Regions from separate parts of the Mus musculus genome. Here all the other regions are linked to region 2. The links are chromatin contacts, called in public promoter capture Hi-C maps. All regions are on one chromosome and are shown on one strand. Each heading gives the region's core, a stretch centred on a gene start, on an enhancer-like site or on the middle of the called end of the contact. The rest is flanking DNA. Distances are from core to core; before and after follow the strand shown. Region 1 holds the start of Ppil1 (peptidylprolyl isomerase (cyclophilin)-like 1). Region 2 holds the start of Crebrf (CREB3 regulatory factor). Region 3 holds the start of Traf7 (TNF receptor-associated factor 7).

Evidence for each region. Promoter capture Hi-C pulls out the DNA fragments that hold promoters and counts their contacts. Capture Hi-C pulls out chosen DNA fragments and counts their contacts.
Region 1: a contact with region 2 is called in a promoter capture Hi-C map of liver, with 2.1 times the contacts expected there. The contact joins the promoter of Ppil1 here to the promoter of Crebrf in region 2. A contact is called at or near these places in 1 of 39 promoter capture datasets (liver) and 2 of 9 other capture datasets (adipose tissue and liver).
Region 3: a contact with region 2 is called in a promoter capture Hi-C map of pre-B cells, with 2.4 times the contacts expected there. The contact joins the promoter of Traf7 here to the promoter of Crebrf in region 2. A contact is called at or near these places in 1 of 39 promoter capture datasets (pre-B cells) and 1 of 9 other capture datasets (liver).

What each region holds. Positions count from the first base shown.
Region 1 is chr17:29,262,020-29,265,720 of GRCm38.p6, forward strand. It overlaps Ppil1 (peptidylprolyl isomerase (cyclophilin)-like 1), which reads right to left and starts at 1,952. Exons shown (of 4, transcript NM_026845.4): 1 at 1,853-1,952. The coding sequence starts at 1,908.
Region 2 is chr17:26,713,226-26,717,089 of GRCm38.p6, forward strand. Crebrf (CREB3 regulatory factor) reads left to right here and starts at 2,425. Exons shown (of 9, transcript NM_029870.2): 1 at 2,425-2,549.
Region 3 is chr17:24,526,210-24,529,965 of GRCm38.p6, forward strand. It overlaps Traf7 (TNF receptor-associated factor 7), which reads right to left and starts at 1,729. Exons shown (of 21, transcript NM_001172113.1): 1 at 1,557-1,729. Rab26 (RAB26, member RAS oncogene family) reads right to left here. Exons shown (of 9, transcript NM_177375.1): 7 at 3,705-3,756; 8 at 3,532-3,608; 9 at 2,845-3,434. The coding sequence ends at 3,332. Rab26os (RAB26, member RAS oncogene family, opposite strand) reads left to right here and starts at 2,042. Exons shown (of 2, transcript NR_045289.1): 1 at 2,042-2,227; 2 at 2,427-2,535. LOC115488833 (a small nucleolar RNA gene) reads left to right here and starts at 2,267; the gene lies at 2,267-2,344.

The sequences.
Region 1 (3,701 bases), core at 702-3,201, 2.5 Mb after region 2:
AAAGCCACAGCCAATCACCGGAGCGTGACACGCAGGACAGCTCTGGCATACAATGTTCCAAAGCAAAACAACCATAAACAAGCCAACATTCTAAAAGCATGTGCCGATGCTCTGAAACTAACCCCGAACAAGGGGAAAGTCCTCACATGACACCTATAGATGTAATAAAAAGACATTAAAGTATGAGTAGTTTATATACATTTGCGTCAGTCTGGGGCTTAGGCGGGGCAGAAAGCAACCAGCTAAGAGTCAGGATGTTCAATAAATATTTTCTAGCATATTTCTGATCATGTAAACATATCACCTATTGAAACCAAACTTGAATAGAAAAATAAAGCAGCCCTTGTGTTAAAGAGTGGGTCACACTGGTGGAGACGACTCAGCTCCTAAGAGCATGTCCTGCTCTTCGGGAGGACCACACTTCAGATCCCAGCACTCCACCAGGGGGCTCACAGCCACCTGTACCCCCCATCTCCATGGTTTCCAATACCTCTGGCCTCTGAACTCATGTGCACACACACATAATTAAAAGACAAATCTAGGGCTGGAGAGATGGCTCAGTGGAGAGATGCTCTCCCAGAGGTCCTGAATTCAATTCCCAGCAACCACATGGTGGCTCACAACCATCTGTAATGGGATCTGATGTCCTCTTCTGGTGTGTCTGAAGACAGGTACAGTGTACTCATATAAATAAAATAAATAAATATATCTTTAAAAAAAATCAAATCTAAAGAGAATGTGTAAAGCAAATAGGCTGGTTACTTCAAATGTCCACATACACCCATACGAGTGCTTTTATTCTCTTCTCTTAGTGCCTTTAAGGATAAAACAAGGCAGGGGGCTCCTGCTGTACATTACCCACTGAGCTCTGGGGAGAATCTGTATGGCCCAGGTTCAGGAGGTCCAGCAATGTGAGCACTCTGTAGAACTGGGAGCGAGAGCAGTGGTGCGTGCCTTCCTAATGTCTACACTCAGGAGCCAAGGGCAGACAAAATGGGGCTCAAGTCAGTAGACAGGGCAGACCAGGCTCCAAGCAGGGTTCCCTTCAATCAGTATGAAAACCAGGTTGCAGGTAAATCTATAAAATGCACCATTTCTCTGCTAAAACTGGAGGGGTGTGTGTGATACAAAGCCTTCGGGACAGGAGCTGCTAGCAATAGTAAACTGAGCGCAATCACACACAAGGGAGGCAAGGCACTAGGAGGTGGCTTAATTTTATATATTAATATAAATATAATAGAATGTTAGGTAAGCAGTCTATTCTATCCAGCCCAGCCCAGCCCCTGGACTTCTGATCCTCCTGCTTCCACCTCCAGAGTGCTAGGATTACAGGCTTGTGCAACCACACCGAGTATATATGGTGCTGTAGCCCGAGCTTGGGGCCTCGGGCATCCCCAGCTCAAAGATCACTCTTGGATTTTGGAGAAAATAAATTTTCTTCTACTTCCAAAGAAATTTGTTCAGACAACTCTACTTGTCCCGTGATGTTTACACATCTGTCTCCTTCACCATAATCCAGATTTGTGTTTTCAAAAATCCAGGTCCTACGCGCATGGCTTGTGTGATCAACACACACTTGTTGAGAAAAAAAATGAGTGAGTGAGTGAATGAATGAATGAAGATGGAAGGTGGATATAGGTAAATGAACTAATAAACGTCGTGGGGAAAGGACAGCAGATAGAAATCGTCGAGGTCTCCGGGATGTTGGAGGGGCTCCCCTGAGGTCCCTTCAGAACTTACAGGTACTCCCGGCCGCAGCTCTGTGCGTGCGGGCAACCTGCGAGTCAGGCCGGCCACTGCGGCACGAACCCGCGTCCCCTCCACCAATTCCTCCCCCACCTCCAACCCTCACCTAGTCTCCAGGTAGACGTTGGGCGGCTGCCAGGTGTCTGGGGGAATCGCCGCCATGCTGAGCGAAGGTATCCCCCCCGCTAGCAATCACTACTTCCGGCGGAGTTAACCCGGGACCCGCCCCTGGGCACACACTTCCGGTTCCCGCCGATCCGCCCGTTTGCTTGACAGGATTTAGGGCGCTGGGACAAGAATGACGAAGGATCCTTCTTTCTAGGCTGGGAAGAGGGTTGCAAGTCGAAATGCTCAGTGCAGGAACTCAGACAAGTGCAAGATTCTCCAGGGGCGATTCGCGCCACGCTCCGGAACAGTGATTGGTCTGTTTTGGCGCGGAAGGCGGGAACAACCTTCTTCACTCTGATTGGAGGGCTGGAGAATTTCCTAGTTCCCAGACTTGGGTGATGCCCCTGGCTGGCTTTGAACTCAAAAAGATCTGCCTGCTTCTGTCTGCCGAGTGCTGGGATTTAAGGCGTGCACCACCACGCCCAGCGTCTATTCCTTAAAGCAATCCTGTGGATGACAGGAGTCCCGTTTTTCAGCGGAGAAAACTGAGACTCCGCCGTTAAGTGCCACATGGCAAATCTGATCCCACAGACTCCAAAAGCAAAGAGCATGTGGAAAGAGGAAAAGGCTGGGAAGAGAGACAAAGCTTAAAATGACTGTCCCAGGAGATAGTGGTGCACGCCCCCAGCGCTGGAGCGGCAGAGGCAGGGGGATCTCAGAGTTCAAGGCCTGTACAAGGTCTCTTCTACAGAGCGAGTTTCAGGATAGCTAGGACTACTCAGAGAGGTATCCTTGGAGCTGGAAATGCAGGCCAGTTAGTAGACGGCTTGCCTAACAGGGCTTAGTGGGTAAAGTACTTGAATTTAGGTCCCTAGGACCCATGCAAATGCCAGGTAGATATGCACTTGCGGCCTCAGCAACCGGGAAAGCAGAGACCATGGGGAAGAATCCAGGGAGCTGGCTAGCCATCCAGTCTAGCCCAAATAGCTCTCTCCAAGTTCAGTGAGCCACGAGGGAAATGTATATTTTATATTGAACATCCCATAATTAACAACAAAGAAGTAGGAAAATATTTACAAGACTTCCTGAGTTCTAAGATGCATCTACCCTCCCACCCACCCACTTCCTGCACAGCAAAGCAAAAATTGAGCAAATGCTTACTCTTAACAACCTACGGCTCTTCAGAAAATTGAGCAATGCATATTAAAGAGAAGCAATCTGAACCGTAGTGTGCAAGGTACTTACTTACAGGCCAACAGAGCTGTGGGTGAACACTCTGGGGAGGCTCTCCCATTAAAGATCAGATAAATAAAAAAGACTTTAATTTTTTATTTATTTTGTGTGTGTGTGTGTGTGTGTGTATCTGGGTTTGTATGGGCACACAGGAGCCCACAGAGGCCAGAAGAGTGTGTCAGATCCCCCAGAACTGGAATTACATGCAGGCTCTAGCTGGCATATGGAGGTTAGGAACAGAGCACCTGAACCATTTCTCCATCCCTAAGAATGACATTTTTCATGATTAAGGAAAATTATTTTTAAAAACAGTCTCTTGGACCGGAAAGGTGGCTCAGAGGGTAAAGTTACCTGCTTCCAAACCTGAAGACCTGAATTCAACCTGGGACCCATACAGCAGAAGAAAAAAACTTCTCATAAGACACACAAATACACACACACACACAGAGAGACACACATATACACAGAGAAGAGAAGCGGCAGGGGCTCTAGCTCAGTGAGAGCTTAGTTGCCCAGCATGTCAGAAGCACACACTAAACCATCAAAAGCAGCTAACTTCCACAGCCTAAAATTATAGATTTTATCTTATCTTTTTTAGGGGTACTTTTTTTTTT
Region 2 (3,864 bases), core at 1,175-3,674:
TATTTTATTTTCTTCCTATGGAGCTACAGTTACCTATTAATCTGAAGTCCAAAAAGTTTGTTTTAGCCCAGCATGGTGGTCATGCTTGTAAACATGTGCTCAGGAGGCAAAGTCAGGAAGACTGTCACGAGTTTGAGGTTAGCTTGGTCTAGGGACTGTTAAATTGCTAGTTGCCTAGAATCATTACTTGCTATTCAGTCTACAACTGGTCTTCCGATTGATGTCCGTGGAATTGTCTAATGCTGCCACTGTTCATTGTGTGCTTACTGTACGCCAGGCACTCTGGTAAGTGCTTTATATGACTTATTTTTAAAACAATCGTTTTCTTTTTATATTATATATGCAGCATGTATACAGATTGTGTGCGTGTGTTTGCTTAAATTTAACTCCTGTGTATGAATGTAGGCATGTACACATGTTCCATTGTCCACACCGTTTTAGATAGGGTCTCATCATCACTGTGTGCCAGGCTGGCTGGCCTGTGAGTTTCTGGGGTTCTCTTGTCTCAAACTCCCATCTCCATGAAGGAGTGCTGCGATTACAGATGTTCCTGATACACGTCCGGCTTTCACATAGGTTTTGGAGATTCAAATTCAGGTCCTCACATTTGTGTGATAAGTGCTGTACCCACTAAGCCATCTTACCAACCCTATGTAAATTATTTCACCCAGTTCTTACACCAATCCCATTTTTACAAAGGTAGAAATTTAGCTTCCTGGTTCACATGTGGTAAAGCAAGGATTCCAATCCAGGTTACTATTAAGCCTGTAACATAGTGACTGGCTATTTAATGTGCTTGGCATGGAGAACATAGGACAAGAGACATTGCTAGTCCCACCCCACCTTTGTCAGGATTATGATCTAGGCAGACTTTTTATCCCCAAATCCATGGTTGCTTGCTTTTGAACCAGGGAGCAAATTACAATGTAGTTCACACTCACCCTGAACAGAGACACACCTGCCTCAGGCTCCCCAGTGCTGAAGTCACAGGTGTATGTCATCACCTCTCATCCCAGACCATGATGGTGATAGTGAGACGCTACCACAATGGTTCTCAACCTGTGGATTGTGACCCCTTTGGAGGTCCAATGACCCTTTCACAGGGGTAGTCTAAGCCTATCAGAAAACACATTATATTACGATTTATAACAGTAGCCGAATTATTGTTTTGAAGTAGCAATGAAAATAATTTTATGGTTGGGGTCACCACAACATAAGGAACTTTAGGAAGGTTGAGAACCACTGATCTACCACTTGCCTGAGTCTTTGTGCATGGGGGAGGGGGAGTCTTAATTTGGCGGGGAGCGGAAGGTTACTTTGAGACTTGGTCTTATCCGGGCATGCAATTCAGTGTAGCTAAGAACACACTTCAATCTTCCTGCTTCCTTATCTCCAGTGCTGAGATCACAGGGGTCAATCACAATACCCCCTTCCTACATCCTCGCCTGCTTTGAAACCCCGAGTACTCCCAAGGGAAAACTGTTATTTGAAGGGAATCTGATGAGGTTTCTCTGTCCTTTAGTCTTCTTTTCCTATGCTTAAGAAAGTATGTTTTTCTGTGTCCATATGTGTGTGCGGGTGCAGACCAGTAACCCTGCACCCAGAAGACTAAGACAGGAGGGTCCAGAGTCTAAAGAGATTTCTGGAAACACAGGCTGCTATAATTAGGTAGGTTGTTTCCTTGAACAATAATTCTCCTGAGGTTTGTTTTTGTATTTTTTTTAAATAGTTCTCTTATCGTATGTGTCTGTTCGGAGAACTATTTGGGATAATGAACCTACCACAAACTACACATCCGATAAAATATCAACAGGATTAAGAGGCGTAAATCATCACATTATCACAGGTTAGACAGTCTTGTCCATAAAGCATCTAGTAGCAGTTTCTACAGCTGAATACAGGTCCTATCCCAAAGATGTATGCAGCCGACTCAGGGTCTGGGGATCCAGACTCAATAAATATGAGTTGATGAATGAACAAACAACTGAAGGCCAATTCAATCGGGGAACAGGAACGTCATTTACTAAACAGAATGTCGATGCAGCCCCCTACTAATTAATATTCCTGTAATCCCCCGTGGTTCAGTTAAACTGTAAAGTGGGCATTTGGACTCCTTGGCCTTCATCTTAGTTCTGAGGCTACAGACTGAATATGGAAGCCTCTGAAAAGAACATCACGCACGAACGCGAGCTTACTGCTCGCTATCCCCAGCGGCCCACGCCCACGCTCAGCAGCAGCCTACTAGCCCCCGCTCCGCCCTCTCTTCCTGGTTTTCCCCAGCAACCCGCCCCTCTGGTGTCACGTGACGGGCGCTAGCCCGGCCGAGCCTCTGATTGGCCAGACTTCAGGGCGCCTCGCGATTGGCCTGGGGCGGCGGGCCCCCGCCTCCCTCCTCCTCCTCGCCGCGGCCCACGTGAGGGGGGCGAGTCACGCGATTTCCGGGAACCCGTCAGGAAGGACATAAACAAAACAAACCGAGGCAGCATGGAGACGGCCCGCGGCCGCGTAAGCGCGGCCGGATCCAGTGCCTGAACCGCCTTCAGCCTCAGGTGAATGCCGAGCGGTCGCACGGGCGGGCGGGATGCAGCGGCAGAGAACCGCGGGTGAGAGGCGCGGGTGCCCGGCTCCGGGAGAGCGGGGCGGGGGCCGCCGGGCCGAGGGCGCGCGGAACGGGGTCGCCGATGCGAGCCGAATCGGGCTGCCCCCGCGGCCGACGGTTATATAAAGGGCGGGCGCGCGCCGGCGGGCGACCCCGTTAGGGCCGTGCCCTTTGCGCTCCCGGGAACCAGGGATCGCGACTGCCGGCAGCCGGCCTGTCAGAGCGGCGAGCGGGTGGGAGGGGCCGGGAGGGAGGAGAGGAGAGGAGAGGGGCGTGTGAGGGAGACCGGCACAGCTAGTGTTCAGAAGGCTCCGGACGGAGGAGCGGACCGGGAGAACTCTGGGCAGGGGCGTCGTGGGGCTGCTGTTCCCCCCGGCCCCTCCCCGGAGGCTGCGGGACTGGGGCCTCCCTCTCGGGATTTGTTTATATGTCCTCTCTAAGCAGCTTGAAAAGCCCGGAGGCGGAGCCCTCGCTGTCGAGTGGCGGCCGGTGCTGTCCAATGGAGGAGGCAGACGGGGTCCGTGGCGCCAATGGGCGCAGGGAGGCGGTGCCGCGCCCCCCCTCCCCCCCAGTAAGTTAGGCTGTGCTGGGGGTTGGTCCGACAGGGCGGCCATATTAGATGGGAGGGGACGGGCCTGGGGACGGGGGTTGTCACTGAGCGGGGCGGAGACGGGGCAAAGGGCGAGGAGCCGAGCCGAGCGGGGCGCGGGCCGGGCGGGCTGGGTGTGGGCTAGAGTCCCGGAGGGACCCGGAAGATGCCCGGAGGAGCCTGACCCGGCTCAGCCGCTCCCGAGTGGAGGCGGCCAGGGAAGTAGCGAGGGCAGTCTAGCCTCCCAGGGGGCGGTTCCTGGGTCTAGATGAAGCTTGGTCTCTGGCGTCTCCTTCTTGGTCGGCTCTCCGCTGCTTGGTAGATCCTGCCACCAAACCCTTTAATCGCCCACCTTTAACCCAAGAAAACAAACCGTTTTGCTACTTCTGAGCAGGCCTGAATCTTAAGACTACCTTAAGGAGGTATTTCTGTAGTTAGGGGTGTGTTTCTGTACCAGGTCTCCCGTGTAGAGGCAGGCATTCAGAGGAACTTCTGCTTTTCTGGGTATTGCAAAGAGAAAATTGGGACTGGAAAAGCAGACAAAATTGAGTGAGCGGCGTTTCTATCCACCCCCCCCCCAAAAAAAACAAAAACAAAAACAAAAAAAAAAACGTGGATATCTTCCAAAGATCAGGCCCTTGTGTTTCAAGTCTTAATTTGCCTCCCTTGCTCACAT
Region 3 (3,756 bases), core at 479-2,978, 2.2 Mb before region 2:
GAGACTGTATTTCTCACTATAAAACATTTTAATGGATCCAAGTCGGAAAGGAGCTATCAGAGGTAGCTTCAGCTCGACCTTCTTCCTATTTTCTGCACCAGGCATTGCTTCATCTGAGATGTATACCCTCTGGGGCTTAGAATAGGGATACCCCCAAAGACTGTTTAGTCTGACCCCCAAGGAACTAGAAGCCAGCCAGAAAGAAAGGGTATGGAGCTCCATTTGTTTCTAGTGTGTCAGCCTCAGCTCATTACTAAACACCCCGATCTTTCCTGTTCATTTCCTGAAAGACTCTGATGTACAGCTACAAGAAGTTATATCAAGGAACTTCTTGGATTTGGGCAATACTTTTGGCCACTCCTTCCTAGTCACCTTAGTCAGGCTGTACACAGCCATTCTCATTTCCTGAAGAGACAGCTGCAAATAGATTTAGGACCTCAGGGTACAGGGACTTGAGTTTCTGCAGAGAAACATGAATGTATAGAGGATCTTCAGGATTGTCTTTATGACTGCAGCAGCGCCTGCCACAAAGATCCTCAGGAAAGAGATCTGGGACATGGAGAGGCCCCTGAAGAACAAGGCTGCAAAGGAATGAGCCTGTGCGTGCAGGGAGCGGGGCAGGAGGGGAGATGAGACAGATATCTCTAGACCTCAGCCTCATCTGATCATGTTGGCCTGCCTCAAAAGAATCTAGGCTGGGACAACTGGCCTCTAGTGAGGGTTAGAAGACGCTGGTCTAGCTTCCTCACTATTTTACTTGACTCATAAATCATCACACATACCAGAGGCTCTCAGACTTTACCCTGCTCTGCCTCTTAACCTTACCTATCACTTACCTATACTTGCTGGCTTGCTCCTCTGACTCCCCCTGCCTGTAAGGCTCTTCCTGAAATGTCTCAAGACTGACTGCTTCTCCATCAGATCTTCAGCTAACTGTAGGTCTCCCTACCAAAGATTTAAGAACGCCCAATACTCAATACTTTATCTGTGTTCAGTTCCCCCCCCCCCGTAAAACTTATCACAGTTCCTCATGATTTTTAACTTTTTATTTTAACTAGAATAACAGTACTGCAGGTGAGTTGCCACAAGGAGACAGTTACCAAAGTCTTGAGACATTTTTGTCATAACAAAACAGGGCTGTGGGTGTTACTACTACCATTCAGTGAACAAACTCAGAATTGCTGCTGGACTGCGTACAATGCACAGGACCCTAGAGGCAGAATGGTCTGTCTCAAAACCGCGTACCAGATGAGCTTATCAGTTTGGAATCCGGTTCTCCGCCGACTTTCCAGAGCCTAGGATACTGCTTGGCACACAGGCAGCGCTCAAAAAAACATAGGAGTGCAAAGACAACGAAAGAGAGAGTGAAGGGAAGGAGTGACAGACGGATTTACTTGGAGTCAGGAGGACTTATAGAGGCTGAGACCCCAGCCGTCTCAGTCCCGCCCCCCAGGCTAGGCCCACGACCGCTCGCGACGCTCCCACAACCAGCCCGCGCTCCACCGCACTCCCCGGAAGAAGGAGCCCCAGGTCTTGTGCTCCGCGCACTCACTCACCCGCCCGCGGCTGCCTAGGAGCAGCGACTTCACCCACCGGCATCATCTTGCCCCTCTCGGCCCGCGGCCGGGAAAGGTTTCAGGATACAGGAGCCGGAAGTCCCGGGGCAGGTCGGAACTTGTAGTTCACGGACTTCAGGAACTCTAGGTGCTGCTTCACGCTTTGAGCTTCCTAAACTACGACTTCCGGCGACCTCTGTACTGAAGGACCGGATTGGTAGCTTCAGAATCACTCTATGTTGCACATTGGAATTTGATTGGCTAACTGAACTCGTCACTCATGGACTCAATGGCTCTACAACCGGGAGGATATTCGAGCTACTCAAAATACCGCCTCCAAAACAAAAGTCGCTGTACGATTGGTGGAAATTGCAGGACAGCTCGAGGAGCATATCAGCAGTGGAGGAAGGTGGGCACTTCCTCAGAGGTGGCCCAATCACATAAGGGGCAGTTCTATAAACTCTTGAGCCTCGCGAGCAGTCGCTCTTTTTGGGAGTGAGTGTGTTCGTGGTCCCTTTCATCTAGGTTTTGTAAGGAACGTTTTGGGAGTAGTGCTCGCCGAATGGAACTCAAAGGACCTCTGCTACAGATCTGCCTTCCTCCCGAGCTGAAGTGCTTTAGTCCTAAGGGTTTAACCCTTCCCCATTTTTCTTCTGACTCCATTTTTGCAGGTATGAACTGGTCGGGCCTGGCTTCCCTTTTCAGCCCCAAGCCCGTGATGAATTAATTTCTGACACCTCGTATGAAAACTGCATGCGTAGTCTGATTACATTATAAGACTGAGGCTTGGGCGCGACGTCACTAATTGGATGGGTTTTGAGTGAAAAGTTAACCAAAGTAAAGATTTATGTTTGATTTTTTTTTTTTCAGGGCATGTTGAGTCGGCTGCATCTAGAGATCCAACGAGTAGGAGTGTTGGCTGGTAAGCTGGGCATCCGTGTATCTGAGTTTCTTAGCAATAAAGTGAAATGCAATCTTACTGTGGTTTCAGACGTTGTGATTTCATGTGCTGATAGCACAGTGCCGTAGAGGCCCTGGTTTGGCGTCACACAGTCCGCAAAGGGGTTGACTAAGATATTCTGTTTGAATCATTCTAATCTAGGGTGACCTTATAAGCCAGCACTACTTAAGGAATAGGCTGTGGGGCACCCTAATCTTGATAGTAAACTATTCCTGTGGGAATTTTGGTGACGGTATCAGCGCATGTGTAAATTAAGTGTTTCCCCAGGTGAAGTACCTTTACCCCCCCACTAAGCCATTTTTGCCCCAGGAGGTGGTTTTCCACAGATGACACAAACTCCAGAAACACCTTTATTAATAGGGACTTAGAGGACAGGTTTTCACTCAACATTTGTGGCTTGGTGACTTTAGTACAAAGTGGAACGGACTGGGCCAGCCTGCTAAGTTGTGACTGGGTTCTATCATTCTGACCTTGCTGTGCGTCCCTATATCAGCCTCCTAGTGAGTCGGAAGCAGTCCAACAAATGGACAGTGACTGACATAGCCTTGAGTGGGGTCCTGTCTGAGCAGTGTGCTGCGTGTGGTCCCCCTCCTCACTTCTGGGAGTGCCCAGAAGAGGGCAGCAATGTGCTGTGGCCTGGTTTTTATGCTTCAAGACCATTTCTGGTGGCCACTGGGGCAAAGGGTAAGCATTAGCCTCTGGTGTCTTTGAGAAGACACTAGGGCATCCATCCTTTGAGGACAAGTCTATAGACTCGGGCAATTCTCAAAGGCAGAACTGCTTCCTCCAGCGTGGAACTGAGTTTCAGCAAGGTTCAGAGTCGACAGCAGGAGACCCCTCGGCCCTCCCTCTTAACATAGTCATGCAGCCTGAAGCGCGGCTCGCTGGGAGCCTTGGCTGATCTCTGTTTCAGCTCCCTGAAGAGCAACAGGGGAGGGGATGTAGATAACATAGAACAAGGTAGCCCACTTATCCTAGAATGTGAGGTAGTGTTTGTTCATTACCAGGACTTACTTTGCTATGGCTGTAAAAGCCAAGTCCACGTTGAGGCCAGTCCTTGCGCTGGTCTCCATGAAAGGTAGCCCATACTCCTGCAAATAGTTACTGCCAGCTAGGTGCTGGGCACCTGGGGGCAGCTCAGTGTCCCAATCTCAAGAACACCCTCATCGTCCTCCCTGTCGACTCACCTTGGCTAATTTCTCCCCATCTTCCCTCTTTACCACACGGTCTTGAGTAGAG